2 separate regions of the Mus musculus genome follow, and region 1 is linked to region 2. A link is a contact called in public promoter capture Hi-C data. All regions are on one chromosome and are shown on one strand. Each heading gives the region's core, a stretch centred on a gene start, on an enhancer-like site or on the middle of the called end of the contact. The rest is flanking DNA. Distances are from core to core; before and after follow the strand shown.

Region 1 (4,228 bases), core at 48-2,547, about 23 Mb after region 2:
GCTAAGGATATATATTTTTAACTGATGTTCCTGTAAATAAATTTGTTCTGCTTGAACATAAACACATTGTAATTTTGCATTCTTTGCCTTTATAAACCCGACTGAGGTGGCTGGGCGCTGCATTCTAGTGAATCTCTAAACATCCCCCAGACTCATAACCATTTCATACTGGTGAGATGGCTCTGCAGGTTGGTGGAAAAAAAAACCCACTCCCTCAAGTTGTTCTCTAACCTCCTGAGGCACCAGGGCACGTGAAACCCTATTCACGTGTGCAAAAAGAAACACTAAACTTAAAGAGGAATGTAATAGAAAATCAATTTCAGTCAAAGAATTTGGTCTGCGCTGGACACAGGATTCACGGCCCTGCCCACGTTAGGGAATTATATCCCCAGCCCTGGATAGTTGAGGGCTACTTCTTCGTTTGGGAAAATATATCAATACTTTGTAAACTCCAGGAAAAACTAAGCAGGAAATCGCTACTTATTAAATAAAATTTTCTTTTTTGTATTTACAACAAAACTACGCATTTAAATTTTCTTTGCTTTCTTTCTTTCTTCTTCTTTTTTTTTTCCTTTTTTCTTTTTTGAGACTGTTTCTCTGTTGCTCTGGCTGTCCTGGACTCGCTGTGTAGACCTGGCTGACCTCCAATTCAAGAGATCCATTTGACTCTGCCTAATCTAGTGCTGTGATTAAAGACGTGCGCCACCATGCCAGGTCAGTATTTACATTTTCATTATCCGAAGTTATTTTTAAAACTTCTTAAGACTGGATTATCGGTAAATCAGTGAAAAATGAGCTTCGTAAGCGTGGGACCAACTGCATAAGTTAGTCTGTAAGCGAGCAGGATTCGAAGTCCGAGCCCTTCACCACAGCTTTTAGCTGTCAGGTGGGTACTTAAGCTTAAGGGCCAAGCTTCGTGTCACTCGCCATCCTGTTCTCCGGGATCAATTCGATCACCGCACTGAACTCAGCGATCCCCAGGCCTGGCGCCCAGGGCCACAGGCCGCGCCTCAGGTTTCGACGCCGCCACGTTCTGATGCGACGTTGGGTAGCGCAGCCATGCCCGACCGCGCTGTCTAGGGAGCCCATGTTCCCCCCACGAGGACCTCTCAGCCCGTTAGACGCACTTACCCGAAAGAAGTTTCTCCTGAGGGCGAGGTTGGTGAGGGCAACGGAAGGGCTCGTCGGTCCTGCGGTCCCGGGAGCTGGCGGTGACGACATCAGCGCGCGCAGCTAGGGCAAGGCCCGGATTACTGTGAGGCGGAAGGGGCGGGGTTATCCAGCCATGGCACCTTGAAACGTCACAGCCGTGGTCGGGGCTTCCGGTGTGAGCTTTTGAATATGTCGCGCCAGCTGAGAGCCCCTAGGTTTGACCCTCGTGCGGGATTCCACGCGGAGGGCAAGGACAGAGGCCCCTCTGTTCCCCAGGGCCTGCTGAAGGCAGCGAGAAGCAGCGGCCAACTCAACTTGGCGGGAAGGAACCTCGGGGAAGGTGAGGCAGCGCGCGAACATCCTCTTGGTCCCCTGTGCACCCACCCGCGCCTGCTCCGTGGCCCTGCTAAGACTGGCCTTGACTTACTCGAAGTGTTCACTGAGATGTCCACAGAATACGGGATAAACATCGTAGTTTGGGAGTAAATTCGCTGTGAGATAGAGGATAGGCAGGTATTTGATTCGCCTTCCTCTTATTTTCGTTTTACCAGCTCCCCTCTGTGAGCTTAGAATAATTTTCTTTCAAGCCTAGCCTTTTTTTTTCTTCCACTTGAGGAAAATCCCAATGACAAACATACTCCTTATCCTAAGTACTAATTCAGAGTAAATGCTGCGGAGTATATGAATTTGAGAACATCCTGAGAAACCTATGAATGATCAACAAGCACAAATCTACATATTACTAAGTATAAATAAATACCTTTGTAGTGTATGTGTTTGGTAGGAGAGGACAGAGACAAAGAGAGGATTGAGAAGTGAAGCATTCTTTCTGTAATATTTTTTTCTACTTGCATTGATTAAAATCTTCCACTTCTAATAATGTACTTATGTATCTGTAAGGTTGACTAAGTAAAGACATTATGTGTATGCTTACTGAATGTGATGATTACTTGTGTCAAGTTGACACAATCAATGAGGGATTATTTAGATCATGTTCTCTATGAAGAACGTCTATGAAGACCTGTCTTGATTGATAATTGATGTAGGAAGATCTAGCCCACTGTGGGTTGTGCCATTCCCTAAGTTGGGTCTTGAATCCAAAGGTTGAGTCGTATAAAAAAGTGTGCGTGCCTTAATTCATTTCTCCCTCTGCTCTTGATTGTAGTTGTGTTGTGAGTAGCTGTTCCAAGTTCCTGCCATCTTGACTGATGGCCTGCAAATGAAATTATGAGCTAAAATAAACTTTTTCTCTAAGGTTCTTTGTTATGGTATTTTACCACAGCGTCTGGAAAGAAGAGTAGAATAGAAATTGGTACCCAGAAAGTGGATAAATCTGACTACATGGTTCCTAGGATATTTGAACTATTTTATATGGCTAGAATGTGGAAGGCTCTGGAATGTAGGTCTAGGAAAAAAGCTGAATGTTATGGGCAGAGCATAATGGACTGTGTTTTGGTTTGTTTTGTTGTTATGGGAAGTTGGAAAATAAGAATGCTGACAGAAATGTAGACATTGGAAGCCTGACTTTTGAAGTTTTACAGGGCAACAAGGACTGTGGTGGGAACTGGGTTAGCTGCCATTTGGATTATATTGTGGCCAAGAAATGGCTTCCTTCTTTCTACCCATGTCCTGAGTACCTGAGAGAAGACAGATATACTGGTTCGTTTGGCAGAGGCAATTTTGGGAGAGTATTCAGACTGGTATTGAAAACCGTTGTATAATTGCTATACCATTGTAAAGCAGCCTCTTGCACAGCATTGGGACAATAGGAAAGTGGTTTTTTTTTTTTTTTTTTTTTTTTTTTTTTTTTTAGGGTCAACACAAGTAAGCTTGTCGGTGGGTCTGTGGGGGATTGTCTTGGCTATGCTAATTGATGTTAAGATCCCCCCCCCCCCTTGATCTCAGTTTCTGAATTTTTCTTCCATGTTTCTAACTTTTCATTCATATTGTGGATGTTTTCATCCATTTTGCTGACTTTCTTCTCTGAGACCTAGGTTGAAACCATCTACTTGTTTGTATCCTCTTTTAATTAATTAGTAATTTCTTACCCGAAAATTTGAAAGTTTCATGTGGCATTTTGTCTATTTCAGTATCTGTGAAGATCAGTTGCAATTTTTGAGGGATCATATTTCCTTCACTTTTTTATAGTTCTGTGTTGCAGTTTGCACATCTGTTGGTTTGTATATCTAGTCTAGAATTTTAAGTAGACATATTAAGTAGACTGTTCTTGAAGGCTCAGTCTCCAGTACCACCCATCAAGAAAGAAACAGACTATTGTGACTCCAAACCCACCAAACTATAAAGATATCTATACATTGAAAATACGTTATTGCTCACTAATATACCATTACTAGTTGTTGTAGTAAGGGTTACCATTGCTGTGAGGAAACACCATCACCAAAAGCAAGTTGAGGAAGAAAGGGTTTATTTGGCATCATTGAAGTAAGTCAGGACAGGAACCTAGAAGGAGGAGCTGATTTTCTGCTCTTTTCCTATGTTCTTTCCCCTTTTAAATTTCTAAAGCTTTTGTTCTATTTGTCTCTTTGGGATTAAAATCTATTTTCCTTATTCTGACTCTTTACTGAGTCATACAGAGGCAAGCTTCCATTCCTGCATCTGATTGGGAAGTCTCTGGTGAATTTGAATGACAGTGAGAGTAGGGCATAACTAGTGATTGATTGGCTTGAGTCCTATTCCAAGTTTTGTGTCACCCTCCTGCAGCCATACCTTTGTCAGGGACTGAAAGACTCTTTGGATAGTTGGCTACACCAGGTTTTGATTCAGCTTGTCGACAAGCTTTTTCCTAGAAATTCAAGCTTTTGCTTATCTCAGTGAGGGCCTTGCCTGGAAGCAAGCACTCTAGTGGAGCTTCCACTTCATAGTGATTGTTCTACTCACTACACTATAGATGTTACCTTTTGCTACAGTAGAATAACACAGTTTTGTGTGGTGGGTAAGAAACAAAATTATGTCTGGTAGAATGGTAGCTGCTAGGATCAGAAACCTTTCACAGGCCATAATGGCAAGTGGCTCTGCAGAGCTTAGAGTACAGTGCTAACGTACCCGCTAAACTCTG
Region 2 (4,353 bases), core at 592-3,091:
AATGTCTTTTGTTCTCTCTACCCTGGGAGAGACAGAGATACTTGTGCGTATTACTACCGCTTCTAAAAGAATAAGAAGCCACATATACTCTGCTGTAGTCATGCTTGTTGTTTTCTAAGCCTGGAAAAATATTCAACATTGTTGCAGGACATTTGATCACACTGAGAACCCCAAGATTGGGTTATTTACTGGAAAACATCTGTTTGTAGTTGTGGTGTGGGTCAGCCCTAGCACACACCTTTGATCACAGCCATTTGGATTTACTTAGAACAGGACTATTAATGGAAAATAAGAGGAAGTCAGGAGGACGGATAGAGAGACGCACAGGAAATAGAAGGGAAATTGAGGGGTTTTTGAGAAGGAGAGCTTCCTTTTGGAACATCAGCTGAGGAGGAGGGTCAGCGGGGTGCTTCCTCTGACTCTCTGAGCTAGCAGGCTTTTATACCCAGCATCTGGCTCCCTAGGCTTCTTTGGTAAAATCAAACAATTGGTATCTGGGTTTGAAAAAAAAAAGCACAACATAAAACAGTTTCACAATGAATATCTCTTTTTCTGTACTGTTAGGAATTGAACAGAATGATGCAGGATTCCCCAGCTCCGGCCCCCTTTTCAGTTATTGTGAGACTGATTAAACTGCCCCCATTGGCCTTGAACCATCAAGCACCATCTCTTTCTCATTAGTGTATATTAATTGTACAAGACGTTTCATTTTGTTATGACATTTTCATACCTGAATATTACGTCCTTTTGTCAAATTCACCTCTTCTGCTACCCTCTCAGTCCCTCTCTTTTTCCTTCTAATAATTATCTCTTGATGAACAGCATAGATCATATAGTGGAATACAGTCAATCTTTAATAAATACTGCCTGCTATATAATGTTAGCAAAGACAGTGTGACAAAATCACAGCTGTGAAAATAATACTCTTGCTCTAAAAAATCCCTTCCTTGCCTCTGAGCCTTTAATGACATAACATTTCTTCCCCTTCATAAGTTTGTTCCCTACAGCTAAATATATATTTGCCCACTTTAAAAAAAAAAAAAAAAGTTAAAACAGGGCAGGGAAGATAGCTCAGTGAGTAAAGTCACTGGCTGCCAAGCTAAAGTTGAATCCCTAGAACCTAGTGGTAGGAGAGAACTGACATCCCCAAATTGTCCTTGGTTGCCTCCCTGAGGCTGAAGGTTAAGTCATTGTTGCCTGGAGACACCACATACTTCAGACTTGTCGGGAATTAGAAAATTCCAGCTGTTTCTGAGCTAGAAGCCTCGTCCCTAAGGCGTAGCTTTATTATTTTGGGAGCCTCTTGGATTACTCTAACCAACATGAAAAGAAGTGTTCCATGCCTAGTACTGGGGATTTCTCGGGTAATCCATGCTCTAGTGTGCAGCACTGTCATGTCCCCACAACATTTTCCCAGGTGTCAATGATTCTCTCCCTTACATGAGGCTCTTACACTCACCGTCCAGAGAAATGAAAGTTAAAGAAAAGAAACAACAACGCCTCAAAGCAGTTCCAAAAGAAAAGAAAATCTTCCTTTCCTGGCTGGGCAGTGAGTTCCCATTGGAGGCTTTAAAACAAAACGAAAGCTTTTTTTGGTTTGGTCTAGTCTGGAGTTCTTGTTTGTTTGTTTTTTAAGATTATAATTCTTTTGTTCTGCAGGCGTGACTCTAACACAAAACTTCTCTCCAGCTGAGTTCTGAGGCTCTCAGTTCCGGGATCTCTGAGTCTCCCCCGCCTTCCCCATCCATGGACTCGCCCCGCCTTTCCCCCCGCAACCCCCACTCGCCGCAGCACTTGGACTGTCCCGTGACGTCATGACGCTGCGCCACCCAATCCGCTGCAACCTTGAGGACATTTTAAACTTAAAGGCGGGGCGGCCCGGGAGCTCGGTCGGCGCCGTTGCTCTCCTTCGTTTCCCTTAGTCTGCAGCGGACAGGATGGCCGAGGAGGCTTCAGTGGCTGTCTGTGTTCGTGTGCGACCCCTCAACAGCAGGTAGGCGGCCTGGGGCGGCGTGGGGACCTGCGTCCCAGCCCGCGCTGCCCCGAGTCACACCGACACCCGGGTGCAGGACTCCGTTTCCCCGAAAACACGGTCCGACTGCGCGTAGTTCTGCTCAGGGGACACTGCCGTCCTCGCCTGATGGACGGAGACAGTGAATGTTCAGTAGTGGGAAAAGGTCGGGAATGCCAGAAAGAAAAGACAAGAGGGGGTTGATGAAGTCTACTGGGTTTGCTGGCTTCTGGCCTTCAGCTAGAGATGCTAAAGCTTGAGAAATTGGTATTAAACGGGTGGTCGATAGGCGAGATTCTCAAAATTGATTATTTCTTGCATTTAAGTTCCTTCCCTAATTTGGGAAAAAGCTGGCTCCTAGTTAGCATTAGCTGTTGACTTGACAGCCAGCTATATCTAAGGGAGTCTCCATTGGAGGACTACCTGGATGAAGTTGGCCAGTGGGCATGTCCTTGTGGTGGAATCTTAGTTCCTGGTTGATATGGGCAGTGCTTAGGCCAGTCTGGGTGGTTCCATTCTTACTCATGGAACTCAAGGCTGTGTAAGACAGCTACGTAGGCAAAACCCAGAGAGAGCAAGACAATAAACAATGTGCTTCATGAATTCTGCCTCCACTCCTGCTTGCGACCCTGCCCTGACTTTCCCTGGGGCTGGAAGTGTAGGCTGATATAAACCTTCTCCGTTCCAAGTTGCTTTTGATATAAACCTTTTCCACTCCAAGTTGCTTTTGGTCATGATATTTTATCACAGCAGCACAAAGCAAACTAAAACAGTATATCTATAGACATAAGCCGTTAACGATACACAGAAAAAAAAAAGAAAAACAAAACAAAACTGTGCAGAATGTTGAAAGAGCCACTGGGCCTTCAGAGACATGGGGTACCTGGTGTCAGGAAAACGCTAACACTACAGAATAGGTGGTTCATTGATGGATAGATCACAGAGATTCAACTTCCAGATTGCTTGACTGATGTGGTGTTTGGTACGAATAGGAATTTAGAGGAAGGTGGCACTGAAGAGATTAGTGGTGTCTGTCATGGTGGCACAGGCCTTTAACCCCAGCACTCAGAAGACAGAGGGAGGTGTATCTTAGTTGTAGACCAGCCTGGGCTACCTAGTGAGTTCCAGGCCAACAAGGTGAGACAATGTCTCAAAGTAAAGAACAGAAAGAGATTAGTGACATAGTTCAGGGGATTTAGGGCATGTCAAGTATTCCGGAAGATTCCAGAAGTTTTTTTGTTTTTTTTAAAGATTTCAGAGAGGAAGTAGAGCCTATGCAGACAAAGATAGTTATGAATATAGTTAAACATAAAATTATATTACTTAAATCTTCATTTTGCAAGAGGTTTGGGTTTTTTTTTTTAATTTTTGTTTGTTTATTTGGTTGGGGGGGGGGGCGGTTGGTCGGTTTTGGTTGGGTGGTGGAGGTGTTTTGAGATGGGGTTTCACTGTGTAGCCCTGGCTATCCAGGAACTCAGTTCCATAGACCAGGCTAGCCTCCAATTCATAGAGATCCACCTGCCTCTGCCTCCCTAGTGCTGGAATTAAAAGTGTGTGCCACCACTACCCAGATTTTTGAAACTTTGTATTGCAAGGTTCTCCGGTAATACAAGATCTTTCCCCAGCTCAGTAGCTCTCAGTTTTCCAGTCTTTGTGCCACACTCAGAACACTGCCAGCCCTCTCTGCATGTGGACTGTCTGGTGATGTCATGACTCTGCACCTCTGCAAGGCTCAGTCAGCTGTGAAGTTGACATTTCAAAAAAAGGGGGAAGGCACTGGGCTTGGTAGGCACCCTAGGTCTTCTGCATTTTTCTGGGCAGGTGAGATGTCAGAGGAGGTGGTGGCCACTAAACTGCACCCTACTCTCTCAGAGCTGGCAGTTTGCAGAAAAAAAGAATTATAATCTTTAAGAAATAAATCAAACCAGACCAAACCAAACCCAAAAAAAAAAAAAAAAAAAAAAGCTTTTGTTTTGTTTTAAAGCCTCCAGTGGGAACTTTCCTGCCAGGAAAGGAAGATTTTTGTTTTCTTTTCAAACTGACTTGAGGTGTTTTCCATTTCCTTCCTTTGTAGATGACAAAATTATGTCTTATGTGAAAAGTCAGACACCCCTAGAAAAGGGTCCTAATACATAATGAGAGTCACACCCTGAACTGTTCTTCCATTGCTGGGTACTTCGAGTGGAGGGCTTCAGTAGGGACTGGCGAGAAGCAGACCTTGAGCCCCATTTAGGAGAGTTGAGTCCCAACCTTTCCAGAGTAGACGCTGTATGTTACTGCTATTCCTTAGGACATGAAATGTTGTAAATTACCCCTCCTGTTATGTGACCACCAGAATCACG

What was found. Promoter capture Hi-C pulls out the DNA fragments that hold promoters and counts their contacts.
Region 1: a contact with region 2 is called in a promoter capture Hi-C map of pre-B cells, with 4 times the contacts expected there. The contact joins the promoter of Lrrc40 here to the promoter of Cenpe in region 2. A contact is called at or near these places in 1 of 39 promoter capture datasets (pre-B cells) and 1 of 484 Hi-C or Micro-C datasets (CD4 T cells).

The regions. Positions count from the first base shown.
Region 1 is chr3:158,035,385-158,039,612 of GRCm38.p6, forward strand. Lrrc40 (leucine rich repeat containing 40) reads left to right here and starts at 1,298. Exons shown (of 15, transcript NM_024194.6): 1 at 1,298-1,492. The coding sequence starts at 1,342. It overlaps Srsf11 (serine and arginine-rich splicing factor 11), which reads right to left and starts at 1,222. Exons shown (of 13, transcript NM_001379531.1): 1 at 1,132-1,222. The coding sequence starts at 1,221.
Region 2 is chr3:135,210,722-135,215,074 of GRCm38.p6, forward strand. Cenpe (centromere protein E) reads left to right here and starts at 1,842. Exons shown (of 46, transcript NM_173762.4): 1 at 1,842-1,993. The coding sequence starts at 1,938.